2 separate regions of the Anser cygnoides genome follow, and region 1 is linked to region 2. A link is a contact called in public Hi-C data. All regions are on one chromosome and are shown on one strand. The core of a region is the stretch at or near the end of the contact, and the rest is flanking DNA. Distances in the headings are between cores, read along the strand shown. Region 1 holds the start of CEP112 (centrosomal protein 112). Region 2 overlaps PRKCA (protein kinase C alpha).

Region 1 (3,151 bases), core at 66-2,565, 110 kb after region 2:
AAAGAGCTGTGTGGCTGAAGAGCTAAAAGGACTGGGAGGTTTCTCTAATTCTTTTGGACTAATTAATGACTTTTTGATGTGGCTACAAAATGAAAAGCATAACCTCTGACTTATTTTAGAAAGGTCGGGCATGGACTTCTCAAGTGGTGTTTTTTGTTTTTTTTTTGTTTTGTTTTTTCCACAACACTCTCCTTTTTTCTGCTCTTAGGATAGCTTCATAAGACAGATAAGCAATATTAAGCATATTAAGTGGTTTAAGATGAAGCCAAAATTGATCTATTATCTACGAGGATATACTTGAACAAAATTTACTTAGAAATATTGGAAAAATGTAGTTAAAATCGGCTCTGAAATTATTCGGCCTGCACCTGCCATTTCAGTGTCATTTTATCTGCTCAGTGGTACCCACTACGAAGCCACAAAAACTTTGCACAGGACTCAAAAGCTACCTCTGATTTGCTGACCTTCTATTTCAGACTGCCAAACATTTTTCACCAAGCTTTGAGTGGAAGCATTTTTGATTACTGATTTTGATCGTAACAAAGACATGGACCAAACAACAGCTATAAAGTTTCAGCTGATATCCAACTAGCAACAATTAAAACTAATAAGCAAAGGAACACAGCCAAACCAACCCGGAGTTGCCTCCCACGCCTTTTACACCTTTGTTTTTGTAGCACAGGTTCCACCACAGTGCTGAAGCACCTGGCACATCTCCTGTTAACGAGGTTCTTAGTGAACCTCACAGAATTTCTGGCATCTCCTGTACCTCCCTTTGTGCTCTCTCAGCATCTGCTGGACCCTTTTGGGGTTTCTAGTGTGTGCACAAACAGGTATCAGTATTTATGCATGCGTGTGTACATTGTGGGAAGAGTGTTGGGCACAGTGATGACTGCAATTTAGTTTTAGAGACACACCAGCTTCCACAAGAGCTTATTCACTCATGGAAATCCACAAGGTGATGGTGTGGTGACTTTGAGTGCTGGCTCAGGCCAGCAGCGGCCTCCAGGACGGTGGCTGAAAGGGGTGACAAGGTGACATCCATCACCCCGGACACCACAGCGTACGCAGGCACTAACTGCATTTCTTAACACAGCACAACCGCCTTCAACACACATCTTTACCTCCCCGAATCTTTATTTGTGTGTTTCCTTTTCGTGCAATACAAGCAGAACTGGCCACAGCTCCTTCTGTGAGCTCCCAAACCCACCCGCTCCCCAAAAATCCTCTCAGAGCTCCCCTCAGAAGCAGCGCCCCCACCCCGGGGCCTAGCGGCCTCCACAGCCGTGCCCGCAGCGCCGCTCCCGCCCCTCGCCCCCCTCAGGGCGCCGCCGGCCCCGGGGCCTCCACAGGGCCCGGGCCGGAGCCGATCGCGTCTCTGGGCCAGCCCCGCGGCACAGCGCGGAAACGGAAGGGGCCAGGCCGGGGCCGGCTGTCAGCGGAGGCCGCCGGGAGCGGGGGTGGGGTCGGTTTGAACCGTTGGCCGCCGGCCTGTCCCCGCACCGGGGGACCGGGAGCCGCCGGCCCGGCCCGGCCCGGCCCGGCCCTTCCCGTGCGGTGTCACCCCGGGCGCCTGCTGCCCCCCAGGGCAGGGCCCGGGCGCTGCGGGGTAAAAGAGCGAGGTAAAGCGGGCGATGGGGACCGGGGTAGCGGTTGGGGTCGGTGGGGTGACAGCGGCCAGGGGGAAGCATCAGCCTGGCTGTCCCTCCGAGCTTGTCACCGCGGGAGGTGTCGCTGAGGGTGGCAGCCGCTGCAAATCCCCTCAGGAAAGCCCCGCAGGCGGCAGCGCCGCGCGGTGAAACCGCAGGTAACCACCCGGAGGAGGAGGAGAAATAAGGAAATAGCGGCTCTCACCCTGCGGGGACGGTGCTGGAGTCCCGGGCCGGCTGCAGGGTAGGGTGGGCTGGGCTGGGCCAGGCTCTCCCAAATCCCGGTGCTGCTCAGGAGCCGAAACACGCAGCAAACCCTGCCTGGCCCCCTGGGAACTCTGTGGCCTGAGAGCTTGGATAAAAAGCTCCTTTTTGGTTGTCTTTTTGTTTTAACAGACTGTTTAATATTCTGCCAATACATGCTAGTTGTGCCACTTCCAAGTCTGCTTGGTGTTTTTCCTCCAGTTGCTTTTTTCTTCTTAATAAAAAAGTTTACAAGTTTGCTAATTACAAGGAAGATAAACTAGTATGAACGTAGCTGTTACACAAATTAACGTAGGTGCCGTTTCTTACAAATTGTGCCGACTGAATACCTTTTTGTGTGGCTGGCTATTTTCAAAACTAGACAAGCGTGTTCTTGTAGAAAGTTTAATTGAACATCATTTGTAATGCAAACCACGGTTCTTTTTGCGTGAATTTAATGAAAAAGTTTCCTTTTCTATATAGTTTCAAAGGATGTCTTGGCATGGCCCAAGATGAATAGAGATCATCATAGAGCGGTATGCAATCTCATCTACTTCAATATGAATAATTTTGCAGGTTACTTTGCGCTCTTTCAAAATGAATGGCGAAGAAGAAACGTGGGAAAAACTAGATGCAGAATTTGATCACTGCGTTGTGGATATGAAGCCTCATGTTCTAAAGCTACAGCATAGGTCAGGTAAATGTCGTAAAACGTGTATGTAGAGAAACACTAATAACAAAACTCTAGGTTACTGGTAATTATTATGTGTACTTGTTTCACTTTAATGATTAAATTGACACTTAATGCCTGAAGTTACATGGTATTGTAAGTTATACCCCCCCCCCCCCCCCGAAAAAAAAAAAAGTTTAGATTGCTGTTGCTATTATTGTTTTGAACTTACCTGTATTATATTGTTGACTGCAAATGTGATTTTGCGTAAATATATTAGTTTCTGTGTTTTTAAAATTGAGTAGAAGCTAAAAGCTTTTAAAAGGCATTAATTCTGAGATTGCATTTACCAAATTGCAAATATTTTTTAGAAGTTTGTTTTTTTTTTTAATTTGGGTTAGGAACTTGTAATGATATAAGCGTCAATTCATAAATAATGTTTTATGAAGCTAGTGATTAGGAACAGATTTGTTATTATTAAATACATGCAATCTACAAATTGAGGCCTTGATTTGTGAATATTTAATCATATAAGTAGTTTCATTATCTGGCAACAATGCTTGTGTAGAGAATTTTAGAATGCATGAAG
Region 2 (3,140 bases), core at 278-2,777:
GACATTGAATAAACAGATTTTTAAACTTGTGTTTAGCATGCGACATAAGTGGTATTTATGAGTATCATGTAATGATATAGGGGGAAAGAACTATGGGAAATTATTACAGTGAGTGTCTAATAGATACATTGAACCTGTGTATTATACTGAAATTATATAACAAGCACTACCAAATAATTCCATTCCAATCAACGGAAACACATGGTAATTAAGTTTAGCAGGGGTGTGTGGGGCTTAAAAATGTTGTGACATTTGAGGACAACCATACCGCACTCGGTAACAGCAAAGCATTTATATGAAACAATGAAATAACAACAGTCATGTAAATAAATCAAGTTGGGTCAAACCCTTTCACACCCAAAATCTGTGAAAATGCCCATTGCACGATGTTTAAAATGAACAATTCGATATGATTTAGATTTTTTTTAAGGGAAACAAGTATGTTCTATTGTAATTTATTATGCTGTACACACACACGAGGTCACTTCTTCCAGGCATAGTATAAAAATTCAGAGGACGAAGTAAAACAGCACCAAAACTATTGCTGGAATGGAAACTTCACATGGAGGAAATGCAACTCTTTCAATCTCTTTAATAGAAGTAAATAGAAGGACCTCTGAAAAATTTAAAGGGTAACAAATAAGAGATTAAACTCTTCATTGGTATTTAATCCTGTTTTTCTGTTTCATTCCCAGGCATTGTTTTACATTTGGTAAATTTAAGAATTCAAAACATCAGATTATTGTTTTGCAAGCAAATCTGAGAACAAATAGAGAAAGCTCAGAGATCTCTGCACACCCATCACAGATGATCAAACTGCTCATGTTATTCCCTGAACTGACATGGGCTTCTCATGCACTTGAGATCTATAGTTTACACTTTAATTATAATTATTTTGTAATAATTATTTTGCCGTTACTAATTACTTATATTATTAATTGAAATTAACACTTATTAATTGCTGATACAATTTAATATTTCCCAACGTTAAATACGCATTAAGTGATCTATGTGCATAATTGAGGAAATGACACCATTTTTTGCCAGTACTTTTCAGCTAGAGGTAAACTAGTGAGTTAGAGGAAAGCTCCTGGAGATTTTTTTCAAATATCCCCTTTTAATCAATGTAAACTTTCAATAATTCCTGAAGCATTGCTGGCAGTCATATTTCACAGTAAACACAGGGAGCCAAGCCAGGATATGACAGATGAACTGCCAAATAATGGCTGCTATTTGCAAGAGAATTGAACTTTGCACTAAACTTGGCATAGATTAATTGTGAAACTCCAAAGGGAAAACCCACTTCTGTTTCCAAAATCCATCAAAATTATGAAGGGGGAAAGCAGCAATTGGGAAAGCATTACCACTGTGCTTGTTAAGCAGTGATGAATGACACGCTATATTGAAAGTCCTGTAATTTTCATGCTGAAAAGTGCTTTTCTTTTCTCTGCTTTTACTAAGGCAAATTCAGATTTTTTAAGTAGAACTGTATACAATATATTAAAATTAAAAGGGAAAAGGAACTCTGGGCAACGAGTATCACAAACATTGAAATATCTGCCTGTGAAGTACCTTCAAAGGGGCAGAAAGCTAGGCAGGGCTCGCGAGTCGATGGCAGCACAACAAATGAGTTTTAGAGCCTGTCATGGCACGTGTGGGCACTGAGCCCCTATGAAGATTAATAGGGATTCAGCATGTACACCCCAAAGAGACGTGAAAAATCAACCCCCTATTCATTAATCTCAAAGCTGAGGCATGCTTACAGGGAGACCGACATCCACGGCAATGCGGTGTACACAGAGGTGCACTGCGTGGACCTACGGAAAGAAAAACTGAAAATTTGAGCAGAAACCGGTCATAAACCCATAGATATTCAGTAGTGACTTCCCCAGACGCCTTTGGCCCCGCCAAACCGGATCAGATTTGCTCCCAAGCCGGATTCCTCCCTCGCTCCAGCAGAGGGAAGCAGAACACGGCGGCATCTCCCCATGGGTGCTGAGCTGCACTGGGCCTCCTGCGGCTCTACTGCCACCATCGCTGCCTTTTGGCTTTGTTTAGCAAAAATGAATCAATTTCAGCACCAACTGAAAGCACCCCTTGTCCAGAAACCGTTCCGTCACTTTTCTGGATCAAAGATGGGAGTGGGAAATAATTGAAAGCGCATGGTTAACCAGCAGCAGACGTCAAACTGTGCTCCGACACATTACAAAACAGCTTATGATTATTATCCTTCTGAATTCTTTTTAAAAGCTCCCTTTTGATTAGTATTTTATTCCCATTGATGGCAACATTAAACCCACTATAATTTTGCAGGCATTAAATAATCACTTTGCTTTTAAGGATAAAACACAAAAAGCGCCTCATGCGAGGTTGCAGCCATGGGCATTTTGTACACAAAGCAGCATCACGTTATTACTTACCGAAGTCCTTTCAGAGTATGTGACTTCCAATATCAATAACCGTGTCCCCAGAATGATATCTCTAAGGCCAACTTTGATGTCGATTCTGTGATGCTTTACCCAAATTGTATTTAATTCAGCATCTTCTGGGTGACACAGCTAGAAATGGTGAGGTTTTTCAGAAGAAATTTAACCACCACCACAAACAGATCTGCCATTGCTGGAGCCTCTACTGTTCTAGTTATCAAGGCGGGGGGAAAACAAATGTTTCAGTCATTTATACCAAGACACACACATGAATTAGGCTTTAGGCAGGATTTAAGATTCTTTTTTTTAATCTCTGCGCTTAGTGGAAGTTTTTTTCCTCATCTGAACTGCTATTTTTGTGATCATTAAGAAGCAGATGATGGAAAAAACGAGTGTAAAAATATTTCTAAAGATGGTGAAAATTGCCTTTTCCTCTACAAAAATAACAGCAAGTTGCTCTGCGGCAGCACAGCAAGGGGTCCTAAGGTTGCATCAGGGCCTGCAACCCAAGGAACAACTTGGTGTCAATAAATGGAGGCGTACCCAGGTTTTGTTTCTGCCTCCACAACAGAACCACAGGTTTGCCCTTCATCCCCGCCTGGATGCTTACAAATGTCTGTATTTACAAAGTTAAAATGTATAAAAGAGAAGTAAGCTTAAAGTGTCCCAAAGTACTTCACGTAGACAATAAATAAATAAATAAAAATCCTGCGT

The links. Hi-C and Micro-C count contacts between places; a contact is called where the count stands out from the background.
Region 1: a contact with region 2 is called in a Hi-C map of liver, with 8 times the contacts expected there. The contact joins the promoter of CEP112 here to the enhancer-like site in region 2. A contact is called at or near these places in 3 of 7 Hi-C or Micro-C datasets (all in liver).

What each region holds. Positions count from the first base shown.
Region 1 is chr19:9,820,311-9,823,461 of Taihu_goose_T2T_genome, forward strand. CEP112 (centrosomal protein 112) reads left to right here and starts at 1,316. Exons shown (of 26, transcript XM_048064340.2): 1 at 1,316-1,622; 2 at 2,469-2,589. The coding sequence starts at 2,490.
Region 2 is chr19:9,705,959-9,709,098 of Taihu_goose_T2T_genome, forward strand. The region is part of intron 3 of PRKCA (protein kinase C alpha); the gene reads right to left. Among named protein-coding and RNA genes, the nearest start is that of CACNG5, 69 kb to the left of the region's middle. Within about 2 kb of position 1,528, at least 1 of the 3 cell types and tissues checked has open chromatin away from gene starts, as enhancers often do. A contact at or near this core is called in liver, where this site is marked.